Linked DNA regions of Zea mays: all the other regions are linked to region 1. Evidence: chromatin contacts called from public Hi-C data. All regions are on one chromosome and are shown on one strand. Each heading gives the region's core, a stretch centred on a gene start, on an enhancer-like site or on the middle of the called end of the contact. The rest is flanking DNA. Distances are from core to core; before and after follow the strand shown.

The links. A called contact is a pair of places that touch in the nucleus more often than the background predicts.
Region 2: a contact with region 1 is called in a Hi-C map of tassel, with 3 times the contacts expected there. The contact joins the promoter of LOC100283582 here to the promoter of LOC100282010 in region 1. A contact is called at or near these places in 5 of 25 Hi-C or Micro-C datasets (bundle sheath, ear, leaf and 1 more).
Region 3: a contact with region 1 is called in a Hi-C map of tassel, with 2.1 times the contacts expected there. The contact joins the enhancer-like site here to the promoter of LOC100282010 in region 1. A contact is called at or near these places in 2 of 25 Hi-C or Micro-C datasets (ear and tassel).
Region 4: a Hi-C map of bundle sheath shows a contact between it and region 1, with 2.5 times the contacts expected there. The contact joins the enhancer-like site here to the promoter of LOC100282010 in region 1. A contact is called at or near these places in 3 of 25 Hi-C or Micro-C datasets (bundle sheath, leaf and tassel).

What each region holds. Positions count from the first base shown.
Region 1 is chr9:82,189,207-82,195,952 of Zm-B73-REFERENCE-NAM-5.0, reverse strand. It overlaps LOC100282010 (60S ribosomal protein L11-1), which reads right to left and starts at 3,244. Exons shown (of 5, transcript NM_001154923.2): 1 at 3,095-3,244; 2 at 2,882-2,989; 3 at 2,201-2,243; 4 at 1,909-2,104. The coding sequence starts at 3,097. It overlaps LOC111590219 (small nucleolar RNA snoR117), which reads right to left and starts at 1,081; the gene lies at 1,001-1,081. LOC111590220 (small nucleolar RNA snoR117) reads right to left here and starts at 163; the gene lies at 83-163.
Region 2 is chr9:81,959,829-81,966,574 of Zm-B73-REFERENCE-NAM-5.0, reverse strand. It overlaps LOC100283582, which reads right to left and starts at 3,364. Exons shown (of 2, transcript NM_001369294.1): 1 at 3,075-3,364. The coding sequence starts at 3,298.
Region 3 is chr9:81,979,203-81,985,948 of Zm-B73-REFERENCE-NAM-5.0, reverse strand. No RefSeq gene overlaps it. Among protein-coding and RNA genes, the nearest start is that of LOC103638601, 17 kb to the left of the region's middle. Within about 2 kb of position 2,643, at least 18 of the 20 cell types and tissues checked have an H3K27ac peak or open chromatin away from gene starts, as enhancers often do. A contact at or near this core is called in ear and tassel, where this site is marked.
Region 4 is chr9:82,348,621-82,355,366 of Zm-B73-REFERENCE-NAM-5.0, reverse strand. No RefSeq gene overlaps it. Among protein-coding and RNA genes, the nearest start is that of LOC100282250, 17 kb to the right of the region's middle. Within about 2 kb of position 4,431, at least 16 of the 20 cell types and tissues checked have an H3K27ac peak or open chromatin away from gene starts, as enhancers often do. A contact at or near this core is called in bundle sheath, leaf and tassel, where this site is marked.

The sequences.
Region 1 (6,746 bases), core at 1,995-4,494:
CTTTTATATTATAGTTTACTTCGTTATCAGAAAAAATACCAAAAAATCATTCCAAACAAAGAAGCTAAAAAGCAAAGGACTTAGGCCTCAGAGATAAGTGCAGCAATAGACAAGCAACTGCTAGCCTTCAGATGGTACGGACAATTAATTCAAGTCATTGGCCCAAAAGAACAGGAAAAGAATAGTCGTGTTCAATTACAGAAATGAATTGGACAGATTATAAGCAGCAAAAATTAATTGAAACCAAAGAAATTTAATCGACTCAAAGATGGTTTTGCTAATCCTTTCATAATGGAAGGAAAACAACTAACATCCCTTCTGGTCAGAAGTGACTGAGCGTCTGAGCCTAGCCTCTTCCAATCCAATTGAACCATTGAGTTTAAGTATTCGCTTTAGAACAAGCAATGCATATAAATGCAAAACATGATTAGTACCATAGTTAAAAGATGATAGCTAGAGGGTCACTTTTATATCATAGTTTACTTCATTATCAGATAAAATACCAAAAATCATTCCAAACAAAGAAGCTAAAAAGCAAAGGACTTAGGCCTCAGAGATAATTGCAGCAATAGACAAGCAACTGCTAGCCTTCAGATGGTACGGACAATTAATTCAAGTCATTGGCCCGAAAGAACAGGAAAAGAATAGTCGTGATCTATTACAGAAATGAATTGTACAAGTTATAAGCAGCAAAAAATAATTGAAACCAAAGAAATTTAATCGACTCAAACATGGTTTTGCTAATCCTTTCATAATGGAAGGAAAACAACTAACATGCCTTCTGGTCAGAAGTGACTGAGCCTAGCCTCTTCCAATCCAATTGAACCATTGGGTTTAAGTATTCGCATTAGAACAAGCAATGCATATAAATGCAAAACATGATTTGTACCATAGTTAAAAGATGAAAGCTAGAGGGCCACTTTTATATTATAGTTTACTTCGTTGTCAGATAAAATACCAAAAATCATTCCAAACAAAGAAGCCAAAAAGCAAAGGACTTAGGCCTCAGAGATAAGTGCAGCAATAGACAAGCAACTGCTAGCCTTCAGATGGTACGGACAATTAATTCAAGTCATTGGCCCAATAGAACAGAAAAAGAATAGTCGTGTTGTATTACAGAAATGAATTGCATAGGTTAATAAGCAGCGAAAAATAATTGAAACCAAAGAAATTTAATCGAGCCAATGATGGTTTTGTTAATCATTTCATAATGGAAGGAAAACAACTAACATCCCTTCAGGTCAGAAGTGACTGATCATAGCCTCTTCCAATCCAATTGAAAACATGTTTAGCACAGCAGTGAAAAGATGAAAGCTAGATGGTCACTTTTATATTGTAGTTTTGGCTTTGTTGTCAGATAAAGTACCAAAAATCATTCCAACGAGGAAGCTAAAAGGCAAAGAACTTAGGCCTCAGAGATAAAGTGCAGCAATAGGCAAGCAACTGCTAGCCTTCAGATGGTACGGACAATTAATTCAAGTCATTGGCCCACCAGAACAGGAAAAGAATAGGCGTGTTCTATTACAGAAATGAAATGCAAGGGTTAATAAGCAGCAAAAAATAATTAAAACCAAAGAAAATTAATTAACTCAGAAATTTTATGTTAGGAAAAGATGAGACTTGTTCTTTTCAGAATGGGAGGAACATGAACTAACATTCCTTCAAGTCCCAAGATATTAGGCCTATCCTCCTTGCTTCCAATAAAATCCTTGGTTAAGTCTTCAAGTTACAAAGAGTAAACAAACAAGAAATAGATTTATGCAAAATAAAACAATGCATATCCAACGGAAACATGATTAACATCTCCGTCCCAAGAAATGATAGCTAAATGCTGCTCAATTTTGTATTAACATAATTATAGACCTAAGTTTCAGTGAGTCAGAAACAGGACACACTGAAGAGTCTTACTTGATGCCAAGATCAATGTGCTCCTGGATTCCGAAACCAAAGCACCCTGTGTCACTGAAGTTCCTCCTTAGCAGTTCATATTCCTTGACCTTAAGTCCACTCTCCAGAAGCTGCATTGCCTTCTCACCCCTTACAGTAACATAGCAGGCAATCTTCTCATTACGCCTGATACCAAAGGAACGGACAGTGTACCTAGCTGAAGAATCAGAAAACCACAAAATATTAAACAAAAGAAACTCATCGGTGTTAGGAAGCAGAGAAGAAAACACTAATATAAAACAAGCAAATATACCCTTAGAGAACACTGGTGACTGGCCACTCAGTTGCTCCAGGACCTGCAAGCATGGATGCAACCATGGACTTACTGATATGCTTATGGTAAATTTAAAGGGGTCCATAGAAGTAATCAACTATTAAGCAGTTTACAGCATAGTTAGAGTTCAAAATAGTATGATTTACAATACTAAGCAGTAAATGAGTAGCTACAGCCACCAAAACAACATGGTTGAGGTCATTTGCATGAGTTTCGATGTACTAGAAAAGGCACTGTAATGATAAATGACATTAATAGCTCAAGTTTCTTTATTACACAGTTACCATTAAGCTTCGAATTCTCATTCTGTTGTCAGTGATCGACATCAGAAATGACTACACAAAGTGATCCTACAAGCCTACAACTATAAGAGACGTCATCTGCCAGCTGCAATCCGTTAAGGAATTGTTGCACAATACGGAGACCAGACTGAATTTCAAACTCTTTCCATGGAACTACATTCTTCCGTTATAAAAAATATTATCCTGGTTACACACAATCCGAACAAACCATACTAAACGAGTAGCAGAAGCTACCTATGAAGGGCGCATGAGATTACATCTACCAACGATGGAAACCGGACGGCTATAACAAGGATAAAAAACAATAAACTGTTTTTTTTTTTTTGCAAAAATCTGAGGCGCAAGAACAGGCACGAACCTTGGCGGCGCGGGTGAGGCGATCCCCACTCTCTCCGACGGAGATGTTGAGCACCAGCTTCTGCACCTTGATCTCCCTCATCGGGTTGGATTGCTTCTTCTCCGACGCCTGCGAAAGAAAAGACACGCACACAGAGAAGCGCATAAGGGTTAGGTCCATATACAGTAACTGAGGAGCAGCTAAGCGTGATGACGGGAGAGACCAGATGCTCACCATGGATAAGGCGGCGCCGGCGCCAGCGGAGTGAGAAGGAAAAGGGGCGCCGGCTGGTGGAACGTGGCGAGTGGCAGCGGCTGGCGGAGCGTGGCGAGGGGCGGCGGCGGGGGAATTAAAAGAGGGAAACCCTAGAGACAGGGGGGTCTCGACTTTCACTTGGGCCTGGTTCATTGATAAAGTTATGGGCTTTTGTTTTGGGCTGTAATATGAAGAAAACATTTGGACTATATTCGCTGGCCCCTCGTCACTGACGACGTACAGGCCGGGTTAATATAACAATCCAGCATGATGACGAACTGGCCCAATGTGTAGGGCCCGTCCTAGGCTTGAAATAGTAAGAAGGGCCCATCCTATGATCCTAGGCTTGAAATAGCATGATGACTTTTATTGTCAACAAATTTGTTTTTGAATTGTTGACCTAATTTCTGACGTGGATCCACATCTAGGGAACCAGATGCGTCATGCGTTGCAATACAGCCATATACCGCTTGATTGGATGGTTGTATGTTGGCGCCCGGGCTCGTGCGGCCATGGTGGGCCAGATACGACGGATTCGATCAGCCAAACCGTCTTAAAATGGATTATTTTGTATCCGCTCATGCAACATATGTTTATCGTGTGTATGCAACTAAACATAAGCTAAGACAAAGTCAACGCATATGATGGGCAACCAATCAGATGGGCATGAGCAGCAACATGATTGGAAAACAATGTCTCTAGTCATTTGACACTAGAGAAGTTGTGGCAATACTCTATACTGATGCGGATCAGGGAATTGAACCATTTTAGGCCTTGTTCGATTATTTCAATTCCATGTGGATTGATGTGTATTGGAATGGATTGAGATGAATTTCGACTTGCTACGAATTTAAACCGACTTAATATCATCTAATCTACATAAATTATTGTTGAAATGAACAAGCCTTAGATGAATCTCCCTACCCAAACACCCTGTAACATCGGTCAGATTGCCGCCTACTGGAAGCGAAACCAAAACAGGTACACTACATGAAAATGATAGTGCTCAGCTAGCTAGAAGGGTGCCTAGATCAATCTCCATTTTTCAGGACCATCAAAAACAGAATAAATATCTGTACTTTTGCTTTGGCACCAGCGGCACCTGATTGATCTCGTCCTCTCGTCGAGTTCGAAAATAATCCTTTCAGGCTATATATGTACATGTATGCTTTCGTCGCTTCTTTTTCACAACAGTATTTGTTAGGTAGTTAATTCTCGATCGAGAGGGACCTTGCATCAATCTCATCCTGTAACTACCTGTGTTGTGTGTTGTGCATCGTGAGGATGAAGCGATTGATTTGTTTGGTATCTTTCCTCCCATTCCCCATTGCCATTATTGAAGGGTCATGGTAGGCTACTAGAGGTCTAGGGCCTGATCATGATAAGCTAATACAAGTCTAGCACTTAAGAGCTAGACTGCCACCCACGATGCATACAGAAACTAGAAATAGTTTCTATGCGTATGATTGGTTGTCTGGGTAACCGACGCATGGCTCGACCAAGCCTGGCCTGTCACAAACGCGGCTTTCGTGCTTCTCCATGTATGCAACAAAAAAGGCTCAATTTGGCCTCCGTTGCATCCACACATAGAGGCATGCACATGCAGGCATCCAATCAGAAGTTAGGGGTCAGTCAATGCACGGGCAAAGGCCGGTTGTCGAGAAGCACACAACCAATCTTGCAGACCTAGGAGTAGCGATAGACCGCCGTCGGCGAGGCGACCCCATGAGCACAGGCACGGGAGAGGACACAGGCCACGGCGCTGGCAAGCCAGAGATAGAGAGTGCACGTGGGGTGGCTGGAGGAAGAAGAAATGAGCATTTGAGTGACTGGCGTGCGGGCCTAGGCGAAGAAAAGAGTTCAAAACAGCGGTTATGGGCACACAGGACATTGCACAGTGCAGTGTATAGTGCACTTTGGATAGCCTACGTAGAGGCTGAGGAAGCCGAGCCAAGCCAGAGCATCGGACAGTGCACAGTGCAGTGTCCAGTGCACACCGCACTGTTTGGTGAGCCTAGACTGAGGGAATTTTGAAATGTTTCTGAGATTTTTGCGTCAATCCAAATCCCAACTTATAAGCACACAAAAGAACACCTATTGGGACAAGTATTGGCACCCTCACATATTCTCTCATATTTTTCAAAATGTTTTGCCATAGGCTATGTAGTTTTTAGAAAAATAAGCAAATGGTGAGAGTTTGCATTTGAAAGCTACACTAGGGGTTTCATGAATGAAATGAGATGTGAATGCTCCCCCTAAATGTAGTAACAAGTGCACATCTCAAGAACCAACATTTGAATTATAAAGAACATTTAAGCATAAGCAAAGCTAGAAAGCTAGAACTTGTCAAGTTTGAGCCCGAGTTAAGCTTTTTCACATGCTTTTCAGGCGATTATCTTAACTAGGTTAGACAAGTCCTAGATGCAATCATGAAATTAAATATGCAATGCAAGCTTGACGCCACCATATTAGATTCATGTGAAATTACTGAGATCAAGAATATTAAGCTCATTCCTCAATTTGCAAAAGCGGGATTCATCTAATGGCTTTGTGAAAATATTCACTAGCTGATCATCCGTCCTCACTCCTTCTAATGAAATATCTCCCTTAGCAACATGATTTCTAAGGAAATGATGACGGATGTCAATGTGCTTAGTGCGAGAGTGTTGGACATGATTATTACCAATTTTAACAGCACTCTCATTATCACATAACAAAGGCACCTTTTCTAGAACTACACCATAGTCTAGAAGGTTTGTTTCATATAAAGAATTTGTGTGCAACATGCACCTGCGGTTGATAAGGCAACACTATTTTGCTTTTACGAAGTCAAGGAAACTAGTGATCTTCCAAGCAAATGGCACCCTCCAGCTGTACTTTTTCTATCGACTTTGCATCTGGCATAATCCGAATCAGAATAGCCAACTAAATCAAAAGTAGCTCCTTTGGGATACCAAAGCCAATGCTTAGGGTGTGCTTTACGTACCTAAGGATTCTTTTAACATCACTAAGATGGGCTTCCTTAGGATTTGCTTGAAAGCGAGCACACATACACACACTAAACATGATGTCGGGCCTAGATGCGGTAAGGTACAATAAACTACCAATCATAGAATGGTAGAGAGTTTGATCAACCAGTTTACCTTTCTCATCTAGGTCGAGATGTCCATTTGTAGGCATTGGTGTCTTGATTGGCTTGCAATCCTCCATTTTGAATCTTTTCATCACATCTTTGTTATACTTCTCTTAAGAGAGGAAGTTCCCTTCTTTCATTTGCTTGACTTGAAAGCCGAGAAAGAATGTGAGCTCACCAATCATAGACATCTAGAACTCCTTCGACATTATCTCACCAAATCTCTTGCAATGACTATCATTTGTCGAGCCAAAGATTATATCATCAACATAAACTTGACAAATGGAAATATCACTGTTATGCTTCTTGATGAATAGTGTGGTGTCCACGGTCCCGATCTTGAAGCCCTTCTCAAGAAGGAAGTCGTGAAGGCACTCATACCAAGCCCTTAGAGCTTGCTTTAATCCATATAGCGCCTTGGACAACCTATAAACATGATTAGGACATCTAGGGTCTTCAAACCCGTGGGGTTGCTCAACATATACAAGTTCATTAATG
Region 2 (6,746 bases), core at 2,115-4,614, 230 kb after region 1:
CCTTTATTTTGGACGCATGGTGGACAGGGAACCCAAGCTGTGTAAATAATTGAAAAGAACTTAGGATAATTTGCTAAATGATATATTAAAATAATCAAGCACCAATGAGACAATGGCAATTACTCCACTTGAGATGGGAAGTATAGAATTCACTCCTAACAGCAACAACAGTGCTACAGCGGTACAGCCAAAACAAAAAGTAATAACGAACTCCACTTAAGCACAAGGATACCATTAGATCACTGTCACTTTATTATACAGAATGCTAACAAAAAAAACAATAAGTCAACTTTCTTACAAAAAAAAAACAATAGTGATAGATGTAGCACTCAACAAAAAGCATTACTAGCTCATCGACCATCCACTAGGTCATCATGTTGTTAAATGGAATTCATTGCATCAAATTGCTTGTGTTGTAGTGGGATATTGGTGGAAGGAACAGCATAAGAGTTAAGACAGCAGACAACTACATGCAGGTTATTATAGTCAATAAGCCCTAGTCTCATATAAAATCACTAATCAGGAAGTACCAACCACTGTTAAATATTCCCTCCGTTCTTTTTTATTTGTCGCGTTTTAGTTCAAAAATGAACTAGCCGGCGACAAATATTCGAGAACGGAGGTAGTAATACAATTCTTGACTACGATTAGCCATTGTTGTTTGAATAGACCCTTGTTTTCATTGCTACATGCAAAGCTGCAGACTTTCTATGTGCACCTGTCAGATCCTGTACAATTCGTGCTAAGGCGGGTTCCAGCCCAGGGCACTACCAACCCCTGACACACGGACGCTACCGACCACCACGGTTCCAGTGCGGGTCGGTTGGACCGTCTGGTCGGTGGTGCTGCCATCCACCTTAACAAGTTGGTACCTGTGTTGGGACCGAACCGGTCGGTACTCGGTAACGTCCGCCTTTAGTAACATGGTGTGTTCTGATTGATATATGCCTGCGTCAAGTCAGCTAGCTATTTTTTAACCATTTGAATTGAAAAAAACTTGAAATTTAATCTATAATTAGATTGTATTTATGATTTTTTGTTTTAATGTTTAAGTTATGTAGTTTCATGTATCTATTATTATTATGCTTGAGCCATGTAATTTTAAATTGTTGTCTCAAATTATGTTATTTCATTTACTTAATTATGTAAACAAATGTATTTGAACTAGAGTAAATCACAATGTTTCATTTCAACTAAAAAACTATAGAAGAAAAGTTGATGTGGCGATGAGGTGGATGTAGATTGATGGTAAAGGATGTTGCCATAGAGTGGTAGATAAGGGCGAACAATGGTCGGTATAGATTGGTCGATAGCTGATGTGCCGATAGATAACCCAGAAGGGCTGGAACCAACCCAAGACTCTAGTGCTTCAATATGAACAAGTCACATGCAGCAGTGCACAATGTTAACCACAGGCGTCTAGGGCTGGACAAAATACTCGTGGCTCGTCAGCTCGCTCGGCTCGTGGTCGGCTCGGCTCATTTCAATTTTGTCACTAGTTGAGCTAGCATCTCAGCTCGATTTGTTAACGAGCTAGCTCGTTAGCTCGAATGAGCTAGCATTTGTCAGCAAAACAAGCCTCCACTTGTGTTGGCTTGATTTCTAGCCCTAGTTCTTCCATGATCACAAGTGTCAAATCACTTCGATGTACTTTGCATGGACTCCTCATTTGTGCTAATTAGTTTTTGTTGCATTAACAAAATGCCACCAAAATTGCTCTACAAAGTTGTCTAGACTTCTTACACAGAACCCACCTGCCCCTTAGAATCCCCATCACACCCAAGCTTGAAAAATCTAGTTCCATGGCACATAAATACAACAAAAACCTAGAAAGGTGCTCAGACATTATTGTAAAGTCCATTAGTTTAAGCAATTAGTATATCTTTGTTTTGCCTTAATCAATTCAGCCATTCTTCAAAGATTAGGTGTTATTTTGGCAGCCTTTTCTATTGGAGTTTTGTCTTAAATAATTATGTCACTAACAAGCACTAGTTAATACAAATTGTGGCAGGTCATTTCCTTAACACTCTTGAAGAAGAAAATTTATCGATAATACAAGGTGCTGGTGCATCACATCTTGAAGCATCATTTTTTGTAAACAATTGAGACAGTAATATAGATGACATGGATACATGATCAGCATATAAAACAAAGAATCACTGCAAGTATGTAAACAAATGACAAAAAATCCCAATCACAATGATTGGTCCCAATCATAGACATGTCCATCTAAATAACTGGCAGAACAAGCTAACAAGAAGTTTACAAAATGGTGGAATGAAGAAAAGAAAAATGGAGTGAAGACTCTTCACTCCTCAGAAATTCAGTGCAGTAGAACAAGACGAATAGCCAAACTTATGGGCTAAGTGTAAGAGTGCAAAAATCAATTTCATAAGCATCAGTTCTAATTTGAGGTGACCATGTTCGATAAACCTGTTTTTGACATAAATACCTATTTATAGCAGGGTCCAAGACGATTAAATTTTAGAAAACAATAAGTGTACAAAATATAGCTATATATTGCATTGTGTGCATTTTACGGTTTTGACTACTAAATTAACTGAACTGGGCAGGAAGTCTGCATGCAAACAAGAGAAAGGAAAAATGGCCGATCTGCTCCTCCCAGGCTAAATGATCAACGTGAGTCAAAACAAAGAAACCTACTAACCTTCAGAAAGTCTTATTCAGTCCACGCCACCTGCTGCACTGCTGCGTACTCGAAACCAAGCTCCAGGCAGTATAAAAAAACGTTTGTGCAATAGAAGAATATCCTATCATCGTCATCCTACAACTCTAGTCAACAATAGGATGCCTGCATGCTGATTCGCGTGTTCCAGTATCGGATCCTGAAATGAAAATGCACCAAACCCTACAAATGGTAATCAACAGCAGCACGCAACGCAATTCGGCAGCGAGATCCAAAGCGAGAGCCCAATCTTAACGGTGACAACGAGGATACGCACGCTAGCAGCAGCCGAACCGAGACGCAAATCAGATCTACTACCAGCTGCCGCGGCAGCGGCGGGGAGAGAAGAGAGGCGAGACGAGCTGGAGCGAGCTGAAACGAAACGTACCGTTCCTGGCCGGCGGTGTCCCAAATCTGGGCCTTGACGACCTTGCCGTCGACCTGGAGAGAGCGGGTGGCGAACTCGACGCCGATGGTGGACTTGGACTCGAGGCTGAACTCGTTGCGCGTGAAGCGTGAGAGCAAGTTGGACTTGCCGACGCCGGAGTCGCCGATCAGGACCACCTTGAAGAGGTAATCGTAATCGTCCTCGGCCCGGTAGCCTGCCGCCATTGCTACGCGCCCCTCCGGGGCCCTCTGCCCTTGTCGTGGCGATCTGGTTTTGGGGCGAGAGAGAGCAGTGGGGGGGGGGGGGGGGGGGGGGGGGGGGGGGGGGGGAAGGAAGAGGAGGGGAAAACAGGAAAGGAAGGGGGACACGGCCGCACGGGAACGACAGCAAGCGCGGCGGGTGGGGGATTTTGGTTAGTTTGGTTTCCGTTTTCACCGCGTGGGCCGCGGCACTGTGGCAATGATAGCAGTAACCGAGCCGACGCGACGGCTTAAAAAAATGGAAAACGCGTTCTTGCTCTAGCTGGAAAAAAATCAGGTAGCTCTCAGCTGCAGACGGGTTTAGTGAACAGGAAAATGAAAGATATCCAATCCCCTGCTATTTAAATAGTAAGAGGATTCTTTCCCATAGATTTTCTTTACATCTCGTTTGAATCCTTAGAATTGCATTCTATTTTAATAATAATAATTTAGGCATATATCAATTAAGCTAATTTGATTTTATACAAAATATATTTATATACTATTATTAGCAAGATGCCAGATATATTTATGTAATACATTTTTACTATAGAAATGTGAATCAAAGAGCGTCATATAAGTTGCAGAGTAGAAACAAATTCTACTGTACATAAAATCATTTCTCATCCTCTACCTCATGAATTTGATATAGGCTTATATACGAACTTTAGAAAGTGGTGGAATGTCAAATTCCAAGCTAAGTAGGTTACTTTATTAAGTAAATTCCAATTTCTCCAAAATGAATGGATCCAAACGCCCTGTTATTTCTTTCTTTGTCCATTAAATCAGCTCTAAAAGTGACTAAACTAAACTGATATAGTATATGAGCTCCTTCTATATACATTGTGTACATTTAAAACTTTAATAAAGACTTTAGTGGGGCTCTATGGACTCCACAATGGTAGGGGAGGCTCATGCCATGCCCGCCCCACCGTTGTCTCCGTCTCTGTTGCCCCCACTCTTGTGTTTGAGAGTTGTGGCGAAATCCCTCCATGAATGAGGCAATTTAGCAATAATGCCACAAACTTATCGAATAGGTTGATCTTTAGCTGATCAAGCTCGTTTGTCATGCATTGTATCTCATGAAACTGCTCGACTACAGATTTTCAATCAGTCATCTTGTAGTCATGATACTGCTCCATGATGTACAGTCGCTCCAACATTTGTGTTGTCATATTCGGCTTCTATAACGTTCTATAACTCTTTAGCGTTTGTATAATGTTGGGGATCTTCTTCTCCGCCGAAGGTCCTCAAGGCAACATCTTCGGCAAAGTGATACAGAGGTCCTCTTTTCATCTATTGAAGGTTCTTAAGACGAAGTCCTTGCGTAGAAGCAATATTGCCAAATGCCAAAGCTACCATCAGCTTCGGTTCAAGTCAAGCAGAAGAAGAAAAGACCAGATAGACCTTAGTATTTTAGGATGTCTGTAGATAAATGTTAAGGGTCATGAATGTAATTTTACCGGGCAGCGTCTCGTGCCTATAAATAGGTGAACAGTAATACCGTACTGTTCACGCTAGATGGTAATCACTCTCTCGCGTCTTCACCTTCGAGCAAGCTGAAGGTATCAATGTAATATTAATACTATTAATATTCATACATGTTTTATGAAATGCAAATATGTATGAATTAATGATATGCAGTTACTGTCTTCATCCTTTTGCATTCACATTTACATATTAAATAATGAAGGTATGTCCTTCTTGACCTTCGTCAGATGAGCATTATACTCATATGGAAATAATGTTTCGGAAGACGAAGGTCCATAATAATTAACAATTGTGTTGCCTTGTTCTTGATCTACAACATTTGAGAACAAGTGACCAACATTGGCGCCCAACTCCGGTGAACTCACTCCCACGACTGCGACAAATGGCTTCGCAAGGCAACCAAGCTGTGGCACCTTTGGCCACGAAGCTGGTGCTCCCGATCACATGCGGCTCAAGTTCTGAACCAGCCAACAAGAAGTAGAAGAAGGAAGCACAGAGAAGGGTACACCATGTTGGAATCCAAGGACCCTTCATCAAGTCCAAGTGGTCTCATATACCAATCACCTTCTCCCAGGAGGACCTTCAGCTCAAGGATTATCCTCACAATGATGCATTGGTTATATCTTGTGTCATCAAGGGGTTTCTGGTTCACAATGTCCTTGTAGACACAAGCAGTGCAGCAGATATCATCTTTGCAAAAGCTTTCAGGCAGATGCAGGGGCAGGATGACAAGATACATGATGCAACACACCCCCTCTGTGGCTTCAGAGAAAGGCAGATAGTGGCACTTGGCAAGATAACTATGCTGATTACCTTCGGTTATGTTCATAATACAAGAACAGAACAAGCTGTCTTTGATATTGTTGATATGGAGTATCCTTACAATGCAATCATTGGGCGAGGAACATTAAATGCTTTCAAAGCAATACTTCATCCAACATATCTATGCATGAAGATACCATCAGACCAAGGTCCCATAGCTGTCCATGGGAGTCAAGAGGCTGCTAGAAGGGCCGAAGGGAACTGGACAGATTTGAAGGCTATTCATAACATAGATGAAGCCGAAGCTCATCAGCAGTACAAGCACAAAAGAGATAAGGCTGTCTTAGCAGACCAACCAAAGCCCATGCTCCTATGTAGAGATGGTCAAACGGGCCGCCCGATCCGGCCCGGCCCGGGCCCGGTGAAGCCCGGCCAAAAACCGGGCCAGGCCTGCTAAGCCAGCGGGCTTAATTTTCTGTCCAAGCCCGGCCCGCAGCGGGCCTAAACGGGTCGGGCCGACCCGTTTAGCACGAAAAAACGGGCCAAAAAGCGGGCTAAACGGGCCGGTAAGCACGTTTTAGTGTAAAAAAACGGGCTTGACGGGCTTAGAGATAAACGGGCCGTGCCGGGCTAGCCCGTCGTGCCTAGTTTCCTGTCCAAGCCCGCCCGTTTATTCTACCGTGCCGGGCTCGGACCGGGCCCAAAATGCGGGCTTCGTGCCGGGCTCACGGGTCTCGTGCTTTTTGGCCATCTATACTCCTATGTGAGGACATTTTAACATCCAAGTGTTACCTAGGGTTTCTTCTTAGTACCCAACTGGTGACCATTATCACATGTACATCAAATTGAGCAAAAGACACCAACATTTAGGAGAAAAAGTTTAATTAAGTCTTTTTCATCTCAAGGATCATACCTTAACACATGTCATGCACCTCAAAGTGAGAAAAATGCACAAAACCTAAAATAACCCTAAGTAAGCCATTTAAGTGCAAAGGGGAAAATTTGTAAAAAGATTATGAAAAAGATAAAATCATGATGAGTATCAAATAACAAAGTTATAGTATATTAAATAAGCTACAAAATATAGTAAGGAAGTTTTATCAAAGGAGTTTTGCAAAATCCCCAAAGTAACCCTTTAAGTGGAAACTCAATGGGAAATTTAGAAAATTCAGAATATGAA
Region 3 (6,746 bases), core at 1,394-3,893, 210 kb after region 1:
ACGAACAACAAACTTGTTATTCCTTATTTGCTTCATAATTTTTAACAATTGGTGAATGTATCAGTAATCGGTGAGAGTGTTGCTTGCTTGCTATTATAGTTTTTACTAGCGTTATATATGTGGTGGATGCATAACTTAGTGCAAGGTCACTTAATTATACAACTTATTATTTGTATTTCATTCTCTCTACTAATAATTTTTATACCAAATCATGAACTCGTTGTTCATTACATAGATTTTGGATCATGATATCATTAATCATTATGATACTTATTGATTATGAGAAGATAATTATATTGGAGATGAAACCCGCGGGTAACCCATGGGTACCCGTTAACCCGATGGGTACGGGTTTGGGCAAAATCTCAAACCCGTCACGGGTACGGGTTTTTTAATGGGCATAGATATTTTTCACGGGTACGGGTTTGGGACGGCAAAACCCAGCGGGTTTGTACCCGTTGCCATCTCTAGTTCCATGTCGTTGTACTGTGTATGACGCCCCTTCCATTAAAAAACTTAAACTGTACACAAATTAGAATTGAAACCGTGTTTGTTGGTTCCAAACCCACGTTGTCAGCCGCCTAAACAACAGAACACATGTGTCTTTGTGATGGGATTCATAGCATCGTTCGAGCACCTAACTAGTTTAAGGGTATGTCTGTTTCCTTGGAAGATTATGTAATCCAGCTTATTTTACATAGGTTATATAATCTGGAATATATAACCTGATAGAGATGTTTGTTTACACAAATTATATTAGTGGACAAAGAGCCAAACAGTGCGCCATAATCAAGGTATATCTAGATTATATAATCTGTGCTGTTTGTTTTGCTACTTAACTTATTTAAGGTGAATTATATAATCTAGCAGAGGGTAGACAAACGGCTTTGAGGGGCCTGGAGAGTCTAGAGATGGAATGTTTTAGTAGATCCGCCACGCAACACTAACGTACGTGCGCGCAACGTGGTTCTCTCGCGTGACCCAGGGAAAGCCTAAACAAGCATAAGCGAAGAACATGCCGTACCGTATGTAATGTAACGTAATGCCCGCGGGCGACCACAAACGTGCGCGTGGTGTGGTGAGCAGTTGCAGAGTAATAAGAAATCGTCAGGGATAGCCCGCGCGCGCACCTGAAAGCGACACATCTCATCGTGTTGCATGCTTTGTTTGGTGGTTGGTTGGTTCTTCAGGACTTCCCGTCGTCGGTTGCAATTGCATTGCTTGCTTTGCTGTTGTGTTAGGTGTGGTGGTCAAACAATTGAAGCAAGCTAGACAGGAAGAAGCGAGTGTCTCAATTCTCACCGGCTAGGTAAGATATATACGTATCTCTATTCCTCTTTCTACTCGTGAGTCGTGACAAGCACGCATATATCTATAATATAATATAATGCCAGTAGTAGGAGAGGAGTGTAGGAAAAAGAAAAGAATCGAGGATTTGATTTCGTCATGGAGATGCTCACTTTTTCAAACCGGTGCATATATGTTCATGCACATGCACGCACGAATGACGTCTGCAGGTGTGTCATAAAGCGAAAGTGACCCTCCGCCCTACTACGTGTCACTTTACGAATTGGCTTATAGCACGCACGAATCTTGCGTTGTAGTGAGAGAGAGAGAAACAGTTGACCCCCTATTTGGGCTTGGGCGAGGAGGAGAGATGGTAATAGGGCTCGATTCGCCGTGGTTCCATTAAGTCTATTTTGGGAACTCATTTTTAAGTGTTTTTTATTTTTCAAGGAAAATTAGTTCATTTTCTTTTGAAAAATTGGAAACCCTAGAAGAAAATGGGGTTGCCAAACTAGCCCTTAAAGAATACAGATAGGAAAGTTTCTTCCTCAATGGATATGTAAACGGGAAAATACTTCTTTCGACAAGTAAACGGGGATGAGGATGATGAAGCATTCCCTATTCCAGTTCCTCCACGGAGACTTGTTAAACTTGCATGTGACGATATACTAATTAATGATATAAATAAATAATTACCTTATCAAAATTGAATAAGAAGGAGATTTTATTTCCTTCAATCTCATATAATTTTGTGCCTCTCAAACTAGCCCTTAGGCCTTAGCATGTTGACGTTGCCACCATGTGTTAGCGCGGCGTGCGACGTTCCAATCAGTCTTAAAAAAAACTGTGGAACCGTGAGTTTTTTCAATTTCGTTTAAAATTCAAAAAAGAACAATATATATGTAAATATATCAGGAAAAAATATGATAAGGAACTACATGTTTTCTTGAGTTATCTAGTATGTCACATATTTATTTATTTAAAAAAACAATCAACATTTTTGGGAAAAACAATGAATTTCACGGAAAAAGATACGTTTTCCCTGTCGAGGATACGGATTTCCGTACGTTTGCTTACCCACATCTTGCCGTCGTCTGACGGTGTCAACCTGAGCAGTGAGCCCCGAGGAAGGATACACTGCAGTACTGCACTCATTTGGTCGCTTGCCCCTGCCATGGAATCGGTGGAATTCGGAAAACATGATGGAACGCGACCCCAAACTGCTCCTGAGACCAACCAGACGGCGAGGAGACGAGACAACAACGCTATCACGCGATCGACCCCACTTCCAGGGACATTGAGCAGCGACAGTCGATGGGGCGCACGTGGAAAACAAGCGTCTGCCGGGTGCTGTGCAGCTTTCGTTCCAGAGCCGGCTGGCATGGGCTTCAGATGACCGGCTGCCTCGCGTACCTAGCCTAGCCTAGCCAAGGCCCAGCCCAGGCGCACTCAACGCTGGCTAGCTGTTGTTTTGACCTTGACGCATTCCGTGGAATTACCAACTTGAGGTACCAGTTTGGATGACATCAGATTTTGAGAATCTGAATAGAAAGGATTACAACGGTTTCATTCGACTTTGAGGTACTAAAAATCTAGGGGTGGGCACTTTTTTTACCATAAACCGAAAACCGAACCGAACCGAAATTTCGGTTTTTTCGGTGGTTCGGTTCGGTTTCGGTTTTTGTATCTCGGAAGTTCGGTTTTCGATATCGTAATCGGTTTTCACCGTATACCGAACCGAAATAAAAAAACGAATACCAAACTTTATCAATTCTAAAATTTGACTTTTCGATTATGTGAACTAAATGTGTTAAGCAACTAAATTATTATTCACTTATTTATATGTGATGTATGATGTATCTCTAAATATTTGTACTTATATAATTTTTACTTTTTAAAATTATGTGTAATCTATCATATAAACTTGCTGTATGTGTTGTCTTGAGTATAAGTTTGGTATTCGGTTTTTACCGAAAAACCAAAGTAAAAACCCGAAACCGAAGTTCTCGGTTTTCATTTTCTAGAAAACCGATTGGTTTCTGTTAGAATACCCGTTTAGGGTTTGGGGCCTTCCTCATGTAATGATCATCTCACCCCTCTGTAATGGGCCTGGCCCAGTTCACTCAGTCTATTAATATATCACCCAACCCCTGTTAGGGTTAGGGGTTCACATTCCAATATGGTATCAGATTAGGTTTTTCCAGCCTCCTCCCTCCCAGCCGCCAGCCGCCGACTTCCCCTCTCCCCTCTCCTTCCCAGCCGCGGAACTCCCTCCCCCATCCCCACCGCGCCCTGAAACCACGTCGGGCTCTGCCCTCCGTCCGCCCAGCCATCCCTGCGGCTCCGGCCGAGGCCGTCCCCGGCAGCCACGGCCTTCCCACTCTGCTCTCTCCCAGCCGCCGGCCCCAACCGACGGCACCTCTCCTTCGCCACCACCGAGCCGCCCGTCCCCAAGCTTGTGGCCCGACGCGCCGCCAGGAGCAGCAGCCGCGCCCGGTGCCGCTCTCTGCCCCGCGACCCGCCCAGGCTGCGGCCGTGCCGCCGTCCGTGCACTCCGCCGGATCCCCGCCCAGGCGCGCCTTGGACGGCCGCCGCCAGGTCGCGACCCCGTCCGCACTCGCGCCAGGGAGCCGAGCAGCCCAGGCGCCGACGCCGCCTCGCGTCCGGGACCGTGCCGCGCCAGGACGCCGGCCCTGCGACCCGACCGCCTCCCGCACCTCGCCAGCAGCCGAGCATCCCTGCGCCCAACAACGACCGCGCGCACAGCGCTGCGCCGACGACCACGCCAGGAGCCGCGCCACCCGCGCCCGACGCCCGACCCCATCGTCCATCCCTCTCCCCGGTTCTGGGGTTTGAGGCGGCGGACGGCAAGATCCGCGCACCAGCTCAGGCGCCGCCCCCACCGCCAGCCGCGCTCTTCCTGCTCGCGCACGTCGCCCCCGTGCCGTCCAGGAGCTCCTGACGGGAGGTCCCGCGCTCCTGTTGTTCCGCGCCCGGATGTCCAGTCCGCGCCTCCCTGCGCCGGGTGACCGTGCCCCGGCCCAGCAGTGACACGACCCTCCTACACCGGTCGCCATGAGCTTTACCTCGCCCGCCGCTCTCGCAACTGTGCGCGTCCTCCTCCACGACGACCAGCTCATCCGGGGCATGTTCGTGTCCTTCGATCCAGTCTGGAACACTATACTTCGAGACTGCGTCGAGATCCACCCTCAGGCGGGTCGCCACGTGCCTGGACCGCTTGTCTTCCCACGTGCTGCGATCGCCTCCCTAGCGGTTGAGCCTGTGTCATCTCCCTCCCTTCCTAGTGCCTCTATCGGGGAACCTTCTCTGGCTCTCTCCGCTCACACCGTACCTTCGCCACCTCCACCTCCCCGAACCACCACCGATTGGGTGGTTGACTCCGGGGCCTCCTTCCACACTACCCCCACCACTAATTCGTTACTCCACTCCCATCCACCCCACCCCTCACATCCTACCTCCATCGTCGTCGGCAACGGTTCCACCCTCCCGGTCACCTCAGTAGGTACATCGGTTCTTCCAGGACCATTCTGCCTTAACGACGTCCTTGTTGCTCCCGGACTGACTCATCCCCTCCTCTCGGTTCGTCGCTTCACTAGTGACAACCAGTGCTCTATGGAGTTCGACCCCTGGGGCCTCACCATACGCCACCTTCCCACACATGTTGTGCTTGCTCGCTGTGACAGCTCCGGCCCCCTCTACTCTCTTCACTTGCCCTCCACTCCCCACACCAGAGTAGCCTCATCTCCTGTCCTTACTACTACCACCACATCACATGCTCTTGCTACTACCACCACCTCCTCCGCCATTTGGCACCGTCGCCTCGGGCACCCTGGACCTGACGTCATGTCCCAGCTTTCCGGCCACTCCGACATACCATATACTCGAGGCTCTTCTGAGCACCTCTGTCATGCCTGTCAGCTTGGCCGTCACTCCCGTCTTCCTTTTTCCACTTCCACGTCCAGGGCTGTTCAGGCCTTTGATCTTGTCCACTGTGATCTCTGGACATCTCCTGTCCTTAGCCTCTCCGGCTACAAGTACTACCTGGTCATTCTGGATGACTACTCCCATTTCCTTTGGACTTTCCCCCTTCGGCTGAAGTCCGACACGTTTACCACCCTCACTCACTTCTTTGCCTGGGTATCCACCCAGTTCCGCCGCCCGGTCCGTGCCCTGCAGTGTGACAATGGCCGCGAGTTCGACAACAACGCCTCCCGCTCTTTCTTCCTCACTCACGGCGTCTAGTTGCGTCTCTCGTGTCCCTACACTTCTGCTCAGAACGATCGGGCCGAGCGCATGATTCGCACCACCACCAACATGATCCGCTGCCTTCTCTTTCAGGCGTCTCTCCCTGCCACCTACTGGGCAGAGGCCCTTCATACTGCCACTCATCTCCTCAACCGTCTTCCCTCGAAGGCGGTGAGCCACCCTACACCTCACTTTGCCCTGTACGGCACAACCCCTTCCTACGACCACCTGCGCGTGTTCGGCTGTGCCTGCTACCCTAACATTTTCGCTACTGCCCCCAACAAGCTTTCTCCTGGCTCCACTCGCTGCCTATTCCTCGGCTACTCCCCTGACCACAAGGGGTATCGGTGCCTGGACCTCACCTCCCACCGCATCATCATCTCTCGTCATGTCGTCTTCGACGAAGATGTGTTTGAAAGGGAAATGTGCCCTTGGGCCATTTCTAAGTATTTTGGTGATTTAGTGTCCAACACAAGTGCCTAAGTGTAAAATGGTGGACAAAGTACAAATCAAGGATAAAGGTATGTTTCTCAGACTTAGTACATTGTTTTAAAGACTAATGTGTTGTGTCTAAGTGCTGGAAACAGGAAAAATCCAATTGAAAATGTCTTGGCTCAAGCAGCCAAGAATCTGCTCAGTCTGGGAGCACCGGACTGTCCGGTGCGCCAGGCTGGTTCGAGCGAAGTGGCCGCTCTCGGGAATTCACCGGCGACGTACGGCTATAATTCACCGGACTGTCCGGTGTGCACCGGACTGTCCGATGAGCCAACGGTCGGTCGGGCCAACGGTCGGCCGCGCGATCTGCGCGGGACACGTGGCCGAGCCAACGGCTAGAAGAGGGCACCGGACTGTCCGGTGTGCACTAGACATGTCCGGTGCGCCAACGGCTCTCTAGCTGCCAACGGTCGGTTGCGCCGTTTAAGGAAAGAAATCGGGCACCGGATAGTGTCCGGTGTGCACCGGACTGTCCGGTGCGCCAGGCGACAGAAGGCAAGAATTGCCTTCCTGGAATGTTCTCAACGGCTTCTAGCTACCTTGGGGCTATAAAAGGGACCCCTAGGCGCATGGAGGAGAACACCAAGCAATCTTAGAGCATTCTTGATCGTCCACACTCAGTCTTTGCGCATTCGTTTGTCATTCTCAGTGATTCGAGCTCCGTTCTAGTAAGAACTTTGAGATAGTCTTTTGAGCTC
Region 4 (6,746 bases), core at 3,182-5,681, 160 kb before region 1:
GTATTCAAGTAGATCATTGGATCACTTGAAAGAGGTTGAGTGCAACCCTCATCCGTTGGGACGCCATAACGTGGATTAGGCAAGTATTCCACTTGGCCGAACCACGGGATAAAAATCGATGTGTCACCTGTTATTATTCTTGTGCGATTCTCTCTACTTCTACTGACTTTATATTTGCTCTAAGTTTAATACTCATCTTGTGAAGAGCAATTAAGTAAAGAAGTTATCTCGGTTTGACTTCACTAACATTTCATAAACCAAGTTTGTGTTGTTTAGTCTTGATTTTTACAGGATCGCCTATTCACCCCCCCTCTAGGTGATCTCAGATAGTAGGCTTGCGGCTACGATTAGTCGAAGGATATCTCTTTGGCCCGGGAAATCTATGTCGTCCGATCTAATCGGGCGGGTGTTGTGGGATCTAGCATTATAAAATCTTCACCGTGGATCTAAGGATCGACGGTCAATTGTGCATGCCGGTTTAATGAAGAGCTAACCTAATCTGAGCCACTTATTCCATATCCTACGGCCGAGATCCACCGATATTCTTTCAGCCGTGTACAAATTACTAAAGAGTCCTTGTAATTTTTATAGAACAACCCGCCATCCTGTGATAGCATTGGAGAGTTAAAAATGGGTCCCTGGAATTAGCAGACTAGCCCCTGGACTCTCGGAATTCTATGCCCGCAATCCATCGGGTATATGAATTAATGAGGGAAATAGTAAATTAATGTTGAAAATGATTTTTTGTATGAAAATAATTTCAGAAACTTGTTTAATTCATAAGTAATTCATTTTAACTCATTTTTATCCATTCCAGTTGCATTAAATTCACATTAATATTGTTTATCATCTAGTAACTTTGTATTACCATGAAACCTATGATTAAAATCTTGTACCTCATTTGTTTTATAGTAAACACCTAAAGCTTCGGAAAATCATAACTCTTTAACCATAACTCCGAATTTAGTGATTCTTGAACCTAGGATCTAGTTACGACGCGTAGATCATTATTATGCAGTTTGCTCTTATGTTTGGTGTAATGTTAATGTTGCATATACCATGTTTGTTTGTATTGCTACGAGTAGTAGCGAGGTTACGAGTCACTTGAAGACCAAGTTGGTACTTGGGAATCTCGAGTCTAAGGCAAGTTGTGCCCTTGATCACTCTTCTTTGCCTAATAATGTTCTTGTTAATCACTGTGACATGCTTAGGTTAACTTTATGGGATCTAATAGGTTTCCCTAGCATTGTTTATCCCCCAACTTGCAAACAAATGAACTATTGGGTAGATTTGCTATTGCTATACCTGGTTTTTTGGGAAATTAATGTTTTATTATGATCATGTTCCAATTATTTTGTTGTTTTAATTATTGTTCATGATAAGATCATTATGTTAATTGGAACATGGAGAACCACCCAGAAAAGTAGTGCTACCACAAGGGTGGAATGGGACGCCCTTGGCCAAGTAATTAGGAAAGCTAGGGAGAGATTACCATACCCGAAAGGGGCAAGCGGGGAAGCGCCGCTGCTAGAGTATAGGGAGGTTCTCAGGTCGAACTGCTGCGATGGCAGTTCGGACGAGGGATTCCTATGCTTCCTTCGTCCTGAAACCATAGTTGGTATTCTCGAACTAGTGGAACTTTGGAAAGGCCTCGTAGTGCTACCCTGCCTCGCTTCCTCAGTAGAGGTGTATGGTGTCCGATCAACCCCATGGCAAATGGGTAACACGACTTGTGGGTAAAGATGCACAACCTCTGTACAGTGTAAAACCTGTATATCAGCCGTGCTCACGGTCATGAGAGGCTCGAACACTCACATGATTAATCTATGGAATTAAACTTAATTTGCTATTTTCATTGCATTGTGGGTGTTGTTACTAATTTTGATCTCTTACTTATTTGGGTTGGTATATACTTATACTTAGTAACTACTAATAAAATTTTGACCAACTTTAAAAGCAATGCTCAGCTTGAACCATTTTTTAGTAAGCCTTACACTTCACATGAGTCCCCACCTTTGGAGAGTCCCCACCAAGTTTGTGTTGTTTAGTCTTGATTTTTACAGGATCGCCTATTCACCCCCCTCTAGGTGATCTCAGATAGTAGGCTTGCGGCTACAATTAGTCGAAGGATATCTCTTTGGCCCGGGAAATCTATGTCGTCCGATCTAATCGGGTCGGTGTTGTGGGATCTAGCATTATAAAATCTTGACCGTGGATCTAAGGATCGACGGTCAATTGTGCATGCCGGTTTAATGAAGAGCTAACCTAATTTGAGCCACTTATTCCATATCCTATGGCCGAGATCCACCGATATTCTTTCCGCCGTGTACAAATTACTAAAGAGTCCTTGTAATTTTTATAGAACAACCCGCCATCATGTGATAGCATTGGAGAGTTAAAAATGGGTCCCTGGAATTAGCAGACTAGCCCCTGAACTCTCGGAATTCTATGCCCGCAATCCATCGGATATATGAATTAATGAGGGAAATAGTAAATTAATGTTGAAAATGATTTTTTGTATGAAAATAATTTCAGAAACTTGTTTAATTCATAAGTAATTCATTTTAACTCATTTTTTATCCATTCCAGTTGCATTAAATTCACATTAATATTGTTTATCATCTAGTAACTTTGTATTACCATGAAACCTATGATTAAAATCTTGTACCTCATTTGTTTTATAGTAAACACCTAAAGTTTCGGAAAATCATAACTCTTTAACCATAACTCCGAATTTAGTGATTCTTGAACCTAGGATCTAGTTACGATGCGTAGATCATTATTATGCAGTTTGCTCTTATGTTTGGTGTAATGTTAATGTTGCATATACCATGTTTGTTTGTATTGCTACGAGTAGTAGCGAGGTTACGAGTCACTTGAAGACCAAGTTGGTACATGGGAATCTCGAGTCTAAGGCAAGTTGTGCCCTTGATCACTCTTCTTTGCCTAATAATGTTCTTGTTAATCACTGTGACATGCTCAGGTTAATTTTATGGGATCTAATAGGTTTCTCTAGCATTGTTTATCACCCAACTTGCAAACAAATGAACTATTGGGTAGATTTGCTATTGCTCTACCTGGTTTTGGGAAATCAATGTTTTATTATGATCATGTTCCAATTATGTTATTGTTTTAATCATTGTTCATAATAAGATCATTATGTTAATTGGAACATGGAGAACCACCCAGAAAAACAGTGCTACCACAAGGGTGGAATGGGACGCCCTTGGCCAAGTAATTAGGAAAGCTAGGGAGAGATTACCATACCCGAAAGGGGCAAGCGGGGAAGCGTCGCTGCTAGAGTATAGGGAGGTTCTCGGGTCGAACTGCTGCGATGGCAGTTCGGACGAGGGATTCCTATGCTTCCTTCGTTCTGAACCCATAGTTGGTATTCTCGAACTAGTGGAACTTTGGAAAGGCCTCGTAGTGCTACCCTGCCTCGCTTCCTCGGTAGAGGTGTATGGTGTCCGATCAACCCCATGGCAAATGGGTAACATGACTTGTGGGTAAAGATGCACAACCTCTGTAGAGTGTAAAACTCGTATATCTGCCGTGCTCACGGTCATGAGAGGCTCGGACACTCACATGATTAATCTATGGAATTAAACTTAATTTTCTATTTGCATTGCATTGTGGGTTTTGTTACTAATTTTGATCTCTTACTTATTTGGGTTGGTATATACTTATACTTAGTAACTACTAATAAAATTTTTACCAACTTTAAAAGCAATGCTCAGCTTGAACCATTTCCTTTAGTAAGCCTTACACTTCACATGAGTCCCCACCTTTGGAGAGTTCATGCACATTATTCCCCACAACATGTTGAGCGATGAACGTATGTGAGCTCACCCTTGCTGTACTCACACCCCCTAGGTCAAGAACAGGTACCATAGGTGTAACACCTCAAAATTATATTGGTGGAATTCGTTAAAATTCTTCAAAGAGTTTGAATTTGGAATACCTTCTAATAAGGATTTTCTTTTGTGAAAGCTAAATTTCCTAAAATAAACATCAATTAAAATGATTTCTATTCAAGTACTTGTTGAATTATATATTTAAGTTAAAACATCTCTTAAAAAAAGATGCTACACCCTAGAAGACATTTTCTTAAACCACTATTTTGTGTGCATGGATGGAGTATGTGGAAGCATTTCTTAAATAGGATTAATAGATAAATAAATAGATGAATAAAATATTGATGCATCTCATGCTTGGATTTTCATGCTTCAAAATTTAGTGTGAAATTTAAATCAAAATTAGAGTCAAGGATTTAAAATAGAAAACAAAATAGAAAAAGACAAAAGAATAAGACTTTCTTGTGCTGGGCTGACTTCAGCCATCCGGTCCCATCTCCACCTCTCCTACCCTGGCCCACCGCTATATCTCCTGGATCCCGCGCGGACTGGGTTCTAGGAATGACTCGTGGGCCCCGCTGGGCAGCCACACTGCCGTCTTCATCAAACGCGCGTGGACTCCCCTCCAGGCGCCGACACGCGAGCCCGCTCAACCTGTGACTTACCGCACACATATCACCTCGGCACTAACGGTTGGGCCCCATTGGGCAAGCACCACGTCTCCTACGGCTCAACCACTATCGCCATCAGGTGGGCCATCTCCGTCAGTTTCGTCTCCTCAACCGGATCGCGAAAATCATGGCTGAGATCGTCGCACCACGCGGCTCCTACGGACCTGACACAACCTACCCTTCCGAGATATAAAACCCTGCGCCAGCGTCCCTCACTCCCTTCTCCTCCCCCATTGGCATCGCCTGCTCAAAAATTGTGCGGTTCTAACCACCGTCGCTGCTAATGGGGAGGGAGAAATCCCAGTCACCGCCAATGACCGATCGCTACACCGTCGCCAGTGACTCGGATGAAGGCTAGGAAGATTCGTCGTGATCCGAGGATTGTGTTCGTGGTTCTGTGGATCCATGGGAGCAAGCAAGGACCGAGGATTTACTCACCGTTGGTCGGCGCCGCCACGCTGCTGTCCTTCGCCATGGGCGGGTGTTTGCATGGCAGAAACACGGTGAGAACCCTCTAGACCGACTCGCTTTCATCCACGTATCATGTAGCTCCGGGCTAGGTAGGAAGCATCATACTAGAGTGGAGAATCACCTTCGACGGCGTGAATCCGCCATGATCCCCGGCGGCTCCGCCGTGCTTAGCTCGGCTAGGGTGGCTGTGGGGAAGACGAACTCGCGATCGTCTAATTCCGTTTGAACGGCTGTGATTAAATCGCATGTACCCCTTCAGCCTAATATATCAGAACCGTCGATTCACAGTTGGGTGGCCATGATTTAATCAGGCATACCCTTTCGTCCATATAGAATACAGGCCACCGATTGTTGGATCCACGGCTCTGGGCGCGTACCACCTGGGTTAAAGCCAGATCTAACCCACACCATTGGGATCGAATCCGACGGTGGGGTGCACGTTCTAGTTGTCTAGGATCCGATCTAATCCTGGCGGTGGGCTTGTGATCTTACGGCTCATCTCCTACGATACTTCTTCGGTCTCGGTAATATGCAAACGAGTCCCCATGCTTTATAGAAAATAACCAGCGATCCCATACAACTCTAGAACCATTACAACTAAGCCATGTTTTTATCATGTTAGCCCCTGATCTTTAGGGTATTGTTGTGCGCGGTCCAGATGTCTAGTGAACTAATAAAATAACCAGAGAAATTGATTTTTAATTTGAAGATAACTCTAAAAACCTTGGAAAAATCACATCTTCCTTATTTTAACTCTGTTTTGGTCTGTTCCAGTTGCGTTAGCTTCGTATAAATATTTACTATGCAGTAACAACATTAATTATACCTTGTCGCATAGTTTTATAGTTAGATACTTACTTATCCCATGTCTACTAGATTAACTCTTCTAAAACAAAGCTAACCTGTCCATAATTATAATTTGACTAAAATATGATCTCTAGTCAAGTTATAATTAAGATTAAAGTTGAATTAATTATTTCTTTAAATTATATTTATGAAATCAAAACAAGACCTAGTTTAATTACTTAATCATGTAGGTCTTCCGAATACTATACCTCTTAAATCGTAACTCCGAATTTAGTGGTTCTCGAACCTAGGTTCTCGTTACGACACGCAGGTCATTATTATGCAGTTTATTCTTATGTTTGGTGTGATGTTAATTTTGCTTATACCATGTTTGTTTGTATTGCTACGATTAGCAGTGAGGTCACGAGAATCAGAAGATCATCCTGGTACCTAGAATCTTAAGTCTCAGGCAAGTTGTGCCCTTGATCACTGTTCTTTACCCAATAATGTTACTGTTAATCACTATGACATGCTCAGGTTAATCTGATGGAACCTAATAGGTTTCCCTAGACTTGTTTATCCCACACCTTGTTTACCACTGAACTTTTGGGTAGTTATGCTATTGCTCTATCTGGTTTTGGGATTAATATTACATTATGATCGTGTTTCGATTATACTGTTGTCTTAATTATTGTTCATGATAGGATCATTGTGTTAATTGGAACATGTATCTTAACTTGAGAAAAAAACGTGCTACCACAAGGGTGGAATGGGACGCCCTTGACTAACTAATTAGGAAAGCTAGTGGAGGACTACCTTACCTGAAAGGGACAAGGGCAATAGGGGAGTTGCATATAGGGAGGTTCTCGGGTTGATCATGTTGCGATGGCTTTTCGGACGACGGATTCCTATATAGCCCTTCCTAGAAACTGTAGCGGGTTTTCTAAAGCTAGTGGAACTTTGT